Linked DNA regions of Mus musculus: regions 2 and 3 are each linked to region 1. Evidence: chromatin contacts called from public HiChIP or PLAC-seq and promoter capture Hi-C data. All regions are on one chromosome and are shown on one strand. The core of a region is the stretch at or near the end of the contact, and the rest is flanking DNA. Distances in the headings are between cores, read along the strand shown.

The links. Promoter capture Hi-C pulls out the DNA fragments that hold promoters and counts their contacts. HiChIP or PLAC-seq counts read pairs in DNA pulled down with a chosen protein or histone mark.
Region 2: an H3K4me3 HiChIP or PLAC-seq map of bone marrow-derived macrophages shows a contact between it and region 1, with 5 times the contacts expected there. The contact joins two enhancer-like sites. A contact is called at or near these places in 3 of 115 datasets of contacts at active chromatin or transcription factors (bone marrow-derived macrophages, embryonic forebrain and embryonic hindbrain).
Region 3: a contact with region 1 is called in a promoter capture Hi-C map of liver, with 2.3 times the contacts expected there. The contact joins two enhancer-like sites. A contact is called at or near these places in 6 of 39 promoter capture datasets (the 3T3-L1 cell line, embryonic stem cells, hippocampal neurons and 1 more), 5 of 484 Hi-C or Micro-C datasets (the AML12 cell line, cortical glia, embryonic stem cells and 1 more) and 4 of 115 datasets of contacts at active chromatin or transcription factors (embryonic stem cells and stem cell-derived neural progenitor cells).

The regions. Positions count from the first base shown.
Region 1 is chr9:77,653,937-77,657,601 of GRCm38.p6, forward strand. Klhl31 (kelch-like 31) reads left to right here. Exons shown (of 3, transcript NM_172925.2): 3 at 1,191-3,665. The coding sequence ends at 1,923. Among named protein-coding and RNA genes, the nearest start is that of Klhl31, 19 kb to the left of the region's middle. Within about 2 kb of position 1,850, at least 158 of the 459 cell types and tissues checked have an H3K27ac peak or open chromatin away from gene starts, as enhancers often do. A contact at or near this core is called in bone marrow-derived macrophages, hippocampal neurons and liver, where this site is marked.
Region 2 is chr9:78,084,091-78,087,755 of GRCm38.p6, forward strand. It overlaps Fbxo9 (f-box protein 9), which reads right to left. Exons shown (of 13, transcript NM_023605.2): 8 at 3,380-3,498; 9 at 3,084-3,174; 10 at 2,185-2,280; 11 at 1,817-1,910; 12 at 413-564. Among named protein-coding and RNA genes, the nearest start is that of Fbxo9, 23 kb to the right of the region's middle. Within about 2 kb of position 1,826, at least 61 of the 459 cell types and tissues checked have an H3K27ac peak or open chromatin away from gene starts, as enhancers often do. A contact at or near this core is called in bone marrow-derived macrophages, where this site is marked.
Region 3 is chr9:78,004,894-78,008,558 of GRCm38.p6, forward strand. It overlaps a transcript of Gm34829 not described here. Among named protein-coding and RNA genes, the nearest start is that of Gm39375, 6.1 kb to the right of the region's middle. Within about 2 kb of position 1,953, at least 44 of the 459 cell types and tissues checked have an H3K27ac peak or open chromatin away from gene starts, as enhancers often do. A contact at or near this core is called in hippocampal neurons and liver, where this site is marked.

The sequences.
Region 1 (3,665 bases), core at 600-3,099:
TCTATATATTTTATATTTATATGTATAAGTATATTATTTAAAAAAAAATCCAAGCAATTGATTTTCAGACTTTTTATTCCTTCTTGGTTCTGGGCCTTGAACCCGGTGCCTTGCCTATGTGAAACAAGTGCTCTACCTCCAAGCCACAGCTTCAGACCAGCGCTTTTTTCTTATCTATAACTACACTTCTGATTTTATTTGGGACAAGGGTGAACTCTCTTGACAGAACTTCTGAACTCTGTGAACAAGGGTCCATGTAGTCACTGGCTCTGCCTACTTCCCCGAATTCAGCTGGGTTTCTTGACATTTAATACTCAAGCTAGTTTTCTTTGAAAACAAACAAACAAACAAACAAAAACAAAAAAACCTTTATATGTGGAAAATATTACAGCAATAAAAATAAATAAAAATAAAATAAAATAAATCTATAAACTGGAACTTTTACCAGTAGGAAACTATTAAGAGAGATCCATCCTTTGTTGACGCTTTTCCACATAATTCCATTGGTCTCTCTCTAACAGGTTCAGAGGTGTGGCTTAGCTTTCTAGCAGTGCAATGAATGGCCAAGGCCAGTGAGAACCTTTTAAGAGAAGAAATCTAATCAGGCAATGCCTATTAAGAGCTAGGGATATTGGTGTCTGAAAAATGAGTAGAATTACCTTTTTTTAATTTAACATTTTTATACATTTAATAAGATAATATCACATAAAATAATAGGATAGGCACAAACTAAGAAAGTAAAAAAACAAAAAACAAAAAAACCAAAAAACAGGACAAGTATCATTGCTATTTTTGTTTACAGGACGGAGTCAGAAATTAAGATGACTAGGGAATTGCCTTTAATGTACAGGTTCCCTCTTACGCCCAGTTCCTCTCCTGTGGCCCATTAAATCCGGGGACAGAACGGGGTGGGGGGAATTGTAAGAGCGAAGAGATTTCGGTGGGATCTTCTTGTTATTTGGTTTGGTTGTTTGAGGGTATAGCTAAAGGAACTATCTTCTGAATGGGGAGAGAGGGGAGTATCCCCCTTTTTTTTTTCTAAATGAGACGGGGTGGGGTGGGGGGAGGCAGAACCCTACCTGTAGCAGGGTGGGGAAGTTAGAGGCGGGGCTGAATTGGGGCTCTTCCCTGCAGGAGGTGGGGACAAGATCACGATTCCCTCTTCTGCAACAACGGTTCTCTCATCTCAGGTACGATCCCCGCTTCAACACCTGGATTCACTTGGGCAGCATGAACCAGAAGCGCACGCACTTCAGCCTGAGCGTGTTCAACGGGCTGCTGTACGCGGTGGGCGGCCGTAACTCCGAGGGCAGCCTGGCTTCGCTGGAGTGCTACGTGCCCTCCACCAACCAATGGCAGCCCAAAGCGCCGCTCGAGGTGGCGCGCTGCTGCCACGCCAGCGCCGTGGCCGACGGCCGCGTGATCGTGACCGGCGGCTACATCGGCAGTGCGTACTCGCGCTCCGTGTGCGCCTACGACCCCGCGCTCGACGCGTGGCAGGAGCTGCCCCAGCTGAGCACGCCCCGAGGCTGGCACTGCGCGGTGGCGCTGGGCGACAGGCTGTACGTGATGGGGGGCAGCCAGCTGGGGCCGCGCGGGGAGCGCGTGGACGTGCTCACGGTGGAGAGCTTCAGTCCCGCAGCGCGCCAGTGGAGCTTCGTGGCGCCGCTGCCCGTGGGCGTGAGCACGGCGGGTGTCTCGGCGCTGCACGGGCGAGCCTACCTGCTGGGCGGCTGGAACGAGGGCGAGAAGAAGTACAAGAAATGCATCCAGTGCTTCAACCCCGAGCTCAACGAGTGGACGGAGGACGACGAGCTGCCCGAGGCCACCGTGGGCGTGTCCTGCTGCACGCTGGCCATGCCCAACAGCGTGTCCCGAGAGTCACGGGCCAGCTCGGTGTCCTCCGTGCCGGTCAGTATCTGAACGCATTGCTTCCCAATGTGGTCAAACTGTGAGTGGGCCACCAGGAAAATATACACCATTTACTACAGTGACGGTGGTTCAAATCGATCCAGAGGAGTGCCTGGACCGCTTTAAATTCTTAGTTTAGCACCATCTACCTCAGTCTTTCCCTCCAAAAAAAAAAAAATAATAAAGGGCTGTAGCCAACAAAAGAAGCAATTTCATTATGCAGCCACTGGGTGGCCACTAGAGTTTGTTACAGGCACTCTTGCAAGGAGGCTCGCTTCCTAAATTCATAGCAGTTACACACACGCTGAGATTTTCCCACGGTGTACACGTGAAACCTACTCGTCTATACAATTTCCTATCCAAAGGAGTATTTTCCTCTCTGTTTCTTTGAAGGAAGTTGAAAATACCCACTTCACATTTGCAAATGAAAATAGTCTACATCTATAAAGATTTAATTCTATATTTCAACAGAAAATTATTCTTTGTCCCTACTTGACTGGAAAGAACTTTTAAAAAGATCTCATGACATAGCCACAAAGCTTTTAACAGGATGTGGCTGGAAAGCTATACATTCTACCTAGGAAACGACAAGGTGGCAGTTTGGGGTTAACGGTGTATACCCCCTCATTCTGTCCTTGAAGCTTCTGCCATTTTCTAACATAAAATCCTACTCTCAGAAAAGGAACAGTTTCCTGTCATTTAATTTATAGTGTAAATTCAAATCATTTGGCATTTTTCTTAGAAATATTTCCACTTGTATCTCTAATCCTTATATGGACAGAGTTGTTTTTTTTTTCTTTTTTTTTTTTTTTTTTTTTTTTCCTTTTTTCTGGATGGGCCTGGTACACACTAGTACTCTACCCGGGAGCTAACTACATATCCAGTCTTCGCTTTATTTTAATATTTGAGACATGGTTTCATTAAGTAGACCAGGCTAGCCTCAAACTCCCAGTGCCTCCTGAGTGATGGGATTAAAGGTGTGTGCCACCACTCACAGCCCTCTTTCTTATTTTAAAGTAGGATTTTACTAGGTTGCCAGGCTGCTCCTCCTGCTTCAGCATCCCCAGTAGGCTGGAATTACAGGCGTGTACCATCGGGTACAGCTTTATCTTACTCAGGTATGGTCAAATTGCCTCTAACATTAGCCCGAATAATCACCAAATCACACTATGTTCTTGGATGAATATCATTAACTGCAGCTTAGCCTTTGGCTGTACAGCCAATAGCAGTAATTTTACTGACCCCTCGTTCACGTGGAGATGATGAAGGAAATATTTGGGGTTCTCGGACTTGGCAATTACCAGATGAATAGATGGGTTCCTCACTGAGGAGTGCTGATAGCTAACTTAAAATATTAACCCCCAAAATAATGCTCTTTATGATTTACTTTTGTTAATACCACTTTGCAAATCAAACTGTATCTATTTGGTTGGTTGGTTGGATCTTTTCTTTTCTTTTCTCTTCTTTTCTTTTCTTTCCTTTTCTTTTCTTTTCTTTTCTCTTCTTTCTTTTTCTTTTTTCCTTTTTCTTTTCTTTTCTTTTTTTTTTTAGACAGGGTCTCACTATGTAGCTCTGGCTGCCCTAGAACTCATTTAGGTAGACCAAGCTGGTCTCAGACTCAGTAAGATCTGTCTCTGCCTCCCGAGTGCTGAAATTAAAGGCTTATGTCATCCTGCCTTGCAACGTGTATTTTCCTGCTACCATTTCCTTGAGTTATCTGCCAAGTTTGGAAGAAAGGGGAAGAACTGTAGTAA
Region 2 (3,665 bases), core at 576-3,075, 430 kb after region 1:
GGTGTCACCTACCTAATGTATTTGGCTGTGGGCTACACTGAGCACCATTTTAACAGACATAATTTCTATAAGTATAATTTTTAAAATGATTGTATAATTCCCAAAAATGAATCTCCAGCCTAAAGAGACCTCAGCAGCCCTAGGATGGAGCGCCCCCTTTTTTGCGGGGGAGGGGTTAGCATAAAAGTCTACTTCATGCTAGTTTAGGCATTCTTTTTTTTTTTTAAGTTTCTTTTAAAATTGTACATGGTTCTTTTGCCTACACACATGTGTACACCACATGTGTGCCTTGTGCCTATGAAGGTCAGAAGAGTTGTAAGCTAACATGAGGGAGCTGGGAACTGAACCTGGGTCCTCTGGAAAATCAACAAGTGGCCCTAACTGTGGAGCACTCTTCACTGCGTTCACCTACTTGTAAGTGATGTGACAAGAGTGGTGGATCCAGATGAGTTTGTTGAACCTCTGGTGGCCACTGGAGCACAGCTGCAGTCCCACATGGAAGCTGTGATCTGCCTCTTGGACAGGAACACGACGAAAATACCTGTATTTATGGTCAAGTGGCTTCTGTAAAGAAAAGGTTCGTGAGCTAGGATAACCATTAGAGGAATATATAATGTGAGATTCACATTGCAGATAACCTGTTACACATTGCAGGTCACCCTGAGTACCACATGTAAACCTATGAGTGTTCCAAGAAGCGGTAGGTAAAACACCAGGTTTCCTCCCCACCAGCTAGAGTTACCTAGCAGTTTCAGGAATAAAACTTTCTTTCTCCTTTGGTGACTAGGAAGCCTGGAGAGAGGCGTGACAGCTCGCACCTTCAATCCGTGTGCTGCCAAGGACAGGCAGATCCTGGCAGCTTGAGCCTGTAATCTGGCAGAGATAGGCAGATCTCTGGGAATCTGAGGACTCCCATGTCTACACAGCGAGTTCCAGGCCAGTCAGGCTACACAGTCAGACCTTATCTTTTCTTCTATACATTTATATATAAAGTGTAGCGTACAAGTCATGTTTTGCAACAGCAGCAAGACAGTCACAGATGAACAGGTGTGATGGATCTCACTCTGACTGTTCTTTTGCACACTGTGAACACTGTGACTGGCTTCCTTATAGAAGGATACTGACGTGCCACGTGGGAACACGTGGAAAGCACTACAGCATCCCAGGAGCCCATCAGAGGAGGCAGGAAAGCCAGTGCCCTGGTGTCACGACATCACTCACAGATAAAACCCTGCAGCGTCTCACTACCTGACAACAGGAAGGGAGAATGAACCTACGAGCCCCACTACTTATGTGGACAACAGCCTACACTTGCTCTAACCACTGCCCAACTGATGTGGCAGGTATGTACGATGTCTCTGAACCAGGACTAGACAAAGGAATCTAGAGAAAGTTGCAAAAAATATTAGCTCTTCAATCCACCAAGAATTTAGAGCACCATAGACCATGATATATATGTATATATAATCACATTTACTGGGCATTTATTCTTTCTTCACAGAAACAGAAGAGGGAAGCTTTTTTCTGGTAAAATGCTCTCTCTGCAAGTCTCCTGGCAGAAGAGTGGCCTGTACGAGCAGCAGAGACAGTAGCAGCCCCGTTAACAGAGACAGGAGTCGGATGTAGGAGATCCTGGTACTGTATTCCCGTGCGTGAGGACCCTAGGGTGGCTTTCTGGAAGGGCAAACACACTGATGTGCATAAACGTCCAGCTCTTGTGGCAAAACCGTCTGGGGATTGTTTCTCTTTCCTAGCTGAGAATGGGTGGATGGACAGCTGTGGTAAGGGCAGCCCCGGCTCCACAGTGCATACTCACTTCTTCTTTTTTCTTAGTTATTACAGCAAAGACTTTGGTCTGATTGTCTGCATCTTGTGACAAGCGGTAATGACCCAGCAGAATTGCATCCGTTCTAAGAAATAATAAGCACACCTTAAAACAGCCAGTTATACTTATCTGAGCACCTAGAACGCGGCGTCCCAGTGCCCCTTCCCCCACTCGCCCACACACAGCACTGGGATGAGAACGAGCTTGCATAGGCCTTGCAGGACAGGCTTCCCGAGACCCCACCCCAGCCCCCAGCCTCAGGACTGCCTTTTATGACATGCATTATTAAGCCATAAAAGCGCTGTCTTAGGATAAATAAGGAAATGTGGACTAGGTAGAAGGCCATATAGAAACACTACCTGGTGTTCCTGGTTCTTAACCGGGGAACGATGGACGGAGGCTCCTCGGGGGTGGTTAACATCATCACATGGCCATCAGGAAAGAATCTCATGTATCTACATGAGAAGGAACCAGACACCACCACACACAGTACAAAACATGACCTTAGCTTGCAGTCTCTACTTAGCCCCACACACAGTACAAAACATGACCTTAGCTTGCAGTCTCTACACTTAGCCCCACACACAGTACAAAACATGACCTTAGCTTGCAGTCTCTACACTTAGCCCCACACACAGTACAAAACATGACCTTAGCTTGCAGTCTCTACTTAGCCCCACACACAGTACAAAACATGACCTTAGCTTGCGGTCTCTACACTTAGCCGGAGCTGTGAAACCCAGACTGAACCCCATCAGCAAAGCGTGGGTAAGACAGGAAGGCAGCCAGGACCCAGTGGCAGGCTACACGGGAGAGCCTAGCCTGTAACTCCTTGGGGTGTGTTGACCTTTCATTTCACTCACCAAATAAACTTTAAACTTGTCTCTTAGACTAAAGTCTGTGTTTTCCTGGGGCACTAATTAATGCCTGACAAAGCAAGACCCAGTAACTATACACAGTGACAGACACTACCCTACCTATTTCTCAGCTGCATACCCACGTGCTGAACAAAGGCTGGGACAGGCCTTATAGGTCACAGTATAAGGACAGAGGAGAGGGGCTCAGGAGGGCTACTAGGAACTGGAGGGATTATACAACTTATAAATAACCTTTAGGTTTTTGAGTGCGGTTCCTGTCATAATATTAGATTAAAAAATACCGAGGACCGTTTTGTGGATAAATCATGAGCAACAGAAAGCAGATCCAAAACCTAAGACACTTGAGAATTTCCCACTCACGCACTTTACAGCAGCTGTACCTGTAATATTCCACTTGGTGCCACGCCCTGTAGAAACCATCAAGTGACTGCTCTCCCTGGCGAATATACGTGGTTTTACTGATGTACACTCCTACAAAAAACCAGACGTTCCTTTAAAGTCCATAAGTAAAAGTCACGTGACAATCGCATAGCACACCCCGCTCTATTTTTAGTGCTGCTTCCCTCAGTTACGTTCATAGGCACTTAGGTCCATTACAAAAAATGAAAACCACGTTTTATCAAAATTACATTGTAGATTATGATTACTCCTGAGCGCTTGAGTCCGCCCAACTTACCATCAAACCGAACTCGGGGCCGTTCTAGAAACATCTCTCTCCAGGACGCGTATGGAACGAGCTTCATGCAGCTTCTGCCCCACACTTTCAAGCAAGCCAGACGCCAGATTTCAGGGTCTCTAGGTAAGAAAGCACAGCATCAATCAATGTAAAAAGCTAAGTTAAAGTCCTTAGAAGCAAATGAATATTTTGACTATCATGTAGTTCTTTTTAATTCAACAATTATTTGCTGAGTATCTGCAAGATGCTGTTTCAAGAGGCAGGCTGAGACCGACACACAAGGTGA
Region 3 (3,665 bases), core at 703-3,202, 350 kb after region 1:
TTTCCCCTGTGCCAGTGAGACATCCTCACGCAAATTCAAAATCAGCAAAAACCAGTTACCAGCCAAAGCCACCTTCCCGTTGTCCTTCACAAAGTCAGCTTGTTCCCCCAGATTTCTGATTCACCTTGGCTGCATCTGAAGATAAGCCCATATGACCTAGAGGCCAAGGAGAAGCAAAGAAGTTTATGTGCCTGCAGAAAATACATTTCTACAGTCAGGAGAATGTGGTGGCTTGAATAGGGATGACCCCTATAGACCGGTGTGTTTGAATGCTTGGCTATGGAGGGTGACACCATGAGGTGTGGCCTGTTGAAGGAGGTGTGTCACTGTGGAGGCTGGCTTTGAGGTCACATGTGTTCAAGCTATGCCCAGTGTGAGTTGGAGTCCAGCCTGGGATATGGGAAACTCCATCTCAAATCAAAAAGCAAAACCACTTTATAGCAAGAAAACCATTTTCCTGTGGTCCACAGAACTAAATAGGTGATTGATTATCATTTATGCTTCATATCTCATGTGACCGAGGGCCAGAGAAGAGGGGTTTAAAAGACTAGATCTTGGACTGGCTAGGGTGACTCAGTGGATCAGGGTGCTTGTCACCAGCTCAGACAACCTGATTTTGAACCCTAGGCCCCCATGGTGGAGGAATAGGACTTACTCCTGTGGGTTGTGCTCTGACTTCTGCATGTGTGCTGTGACATGCACACACCAGCACATGCACACACACATAAGTAACAAAAGCTTAAGAAAAGCTGGACCACTCTAGAGGGACATGTGTGCAGTACCTGCGGGGGCCAGAAGAGGGCATTAGACCCTTTGGAACTACAGTTATGGACGGTTGCAAGCTGCCCCGAAGATGCTGGGGAACTTGAATCTGGGTCCCTGCAAGAGCAGCCAGTGCTCTTAACCACTGAGCTATCTTTGTAGCCCAAGATATTATTTGGTAATAGTTTGTCTTAATGACACCATATCATATGCAAACTGATAGATAGATAGATAGATAGATAGATAGATAGATAGATGATAGATAGATAGATAGATAGATAGATAGATAGATAGATAGATAGTGTATTCATTTCTGGGTTTGAGATAGTCTAATAAACATCATATAGTCCAGTTATTTCTTTAGCTTACTGGTTTTTGTTTATTGTGACCACAAACGCAGTATGAGCATGGCTCTTCGAATTCCCTCCGTCTGCACCCTAAATTTGTCAGCCACCGAGGCCACCGAGTTTCACCTCTCTTACCTACCAGAGTGACTTTCCTCCCTTCAGAACCCAAGACCTTCATATCCTAACCATGCTTTGCATCAGAGTTCTAATTTTGCCAATCAGGAAGTTCATTAGCCTCACTGGGCTTGTTCAAGCTGCCTGTGTTCATATTCATATGTAAACTTGTATCATCTGACTTATAATAAGCCGTGTGTCTGGCAGGCGGCTTGTCCCCACAAACCCTGAAGGTGTCACTGCACAAGGTGCCAGGCTGTGTGAGGCTGACATTCCCTCTGCGCTCCCAGGATGAGCCAGCGCCGCAGTCTACTGAGTCAGGCGCACAGGCTGGAGACGGTCCGCTTGCTTCCCTGTCTCTCCGCTGTCCTCTTTCCATTCTTTGCAACTCAAGGGTTAGGAGGACAGGCAGTTAAGGCAGTTAACCTAGATGAAGCACAACAACCATGTAAGCGAATAGGTCCCAAACTGTTTAAACCACAAACAAGCTTATCACCTGCCCAAGTGACCCTGCCTTTGGAAATCTGTGCTGGTGGAACAGATAGCAGCCACCCACAGCGCAAGCCTCAACACACTGTCCTGGAATACTCCCGACCTTGAGCTGCCCTGGATACCCAAGAGAGCAAACCAACGCTATATTCCTAATGGCGCCTTGCCAATCCCCCAGCAAAGGCCTTGGAACTGAGCCTTAGCTACTGCCACCTCCGCACTTCACCAGGCTCGTGGGCTCCACCTTCTGGCCAGTGTTCCCCTGGCCTGGCCTGGCCTGTTCGTTGACGGTACAGGAGACTCTTAAGGGCAGCAATTTTGCTGAATTCCTCTGCTAGCCCGGGACAGTTTGGAATGGCACAGCCTGGACACAAGATGCTTCCCAGGGCTAGGTGGGTGGTGTCCAGAGACGCCGAGAACCCTCTAGGTAAACAGCATATCCACCCAAGGACGCTGGTCAGCCAAGACGGTGAAGTCCTGGAAGCATGCTCACTTGGGACCTTCCCCTAGCATCTGGTTCTTGCCTCTTGTATCGATCCTCAAATGGTCAATAAAATCACGGTCCCAAATCTATTCTTTTGATTGTTTGCTTGTTTTTGTTTGGTTGTTTGTTTGGGTTTTTTTTGTTGTTGTTGTTTGTTTTTTTGTTTTGTTTTGTTTTGTTTTTTGTTGTGTTTTTGTTTGTTTGTTTGTTTGTTTTTTGAGACAGGGTTTCTCTGTATAGCTCTGGCTGTCCTGGAACTCACTCTGTAGACCAGATCTATTCTTCCTTGGATGTAGATGTCGTGTTCCTTTTTCCTCAACTTAAACTCCAGATTCTCTGTGTGGCCACATCTCTGTGTGGAGCTTTTTGTATGCTCTGCCCCAGCCCTTCATGAAAATCAAGCAGATGAGGCTGGAAAGTTTCAATGGTCAAGTTCTTGAAGAAGTTCTGGGTTCACACATGCATAATAATAATAATAATAATAATAATAATAATAATAATAATAAACATGAATCTTTCTTGTTAAAAATCATTAAACCAAGTCTTTAAACCAGTTTAAGGAATGCTAATATATTGTTTTTCACACTGTGGTTTAAGTGTTTTAGTTCTGAGAGAAAAAGACTATGACTATCCCATAATACTTTACTGCTTGCTCTGGCTCCTTCACCTGGCTAAGCAGTGCTGCCTCTGGTAACTAGGGTGTGTATGCCTGTTGCAGTTTAGCTCTTTGCTTAGGATTTTTGTTTCTCTGCGTGTCTAGGTGCGTTTTGCCTGCGTAGATGACTGGGCACTGTGTGTGCATTGCCTGCGGAGGCCAGAAGAGAGTGTTTCATCTCTTGGAATTGAAGTTACAGACTCTGTAAGCCGCCATGTGGGTGCTGAGAACTGAACCTGGCTCCTCGGCCAGAGCAGCCAGTGATCTTACCCTCAGAGCCATCTCTCCAGCCCTCTTGTTTGGTTGGTTTTGGTTGGTTGGTTGGTTGGTTGGTTGGTTGGTTGGTTGGTTGGTTGATTGGTTGGTTGGTTCAGCTTGGGTTTTTGTTGTTGTTTGGGTTTATTTTATTTTATTTTTTTCTGTCAACCCTCTTTTTACTGTGTGCTTTACATAATCCTAATTTCAATATTTGTGACATCCATTCCCAACACCTGAATTGTTCTTTGAAATTTTGAGCTCGTCCATGCAGTAGGCTGAATAACGTGCCTCACCTCTGTCCTATACCCACAAGATGTAGATACGGTGTCGTCCATGGAAAGGCGACTGGGAAGCTGTCCTGAGATGGGGATGTTAATTCCGGTGGACCTAGTCCAGCAGGAATGTGGGTTTGTGGGAGTTATCATCATTCATTTCATCTCAGGTACGAGGGTTTGTTTTGTTTTGTTTTGTTTTGTTTTGTTTTGTTTGCCTGCATGTATGAATGTGCACCATGTGAGTACCTGGCCCCCAAGGAGATCAGAAGTGGACAATGGAT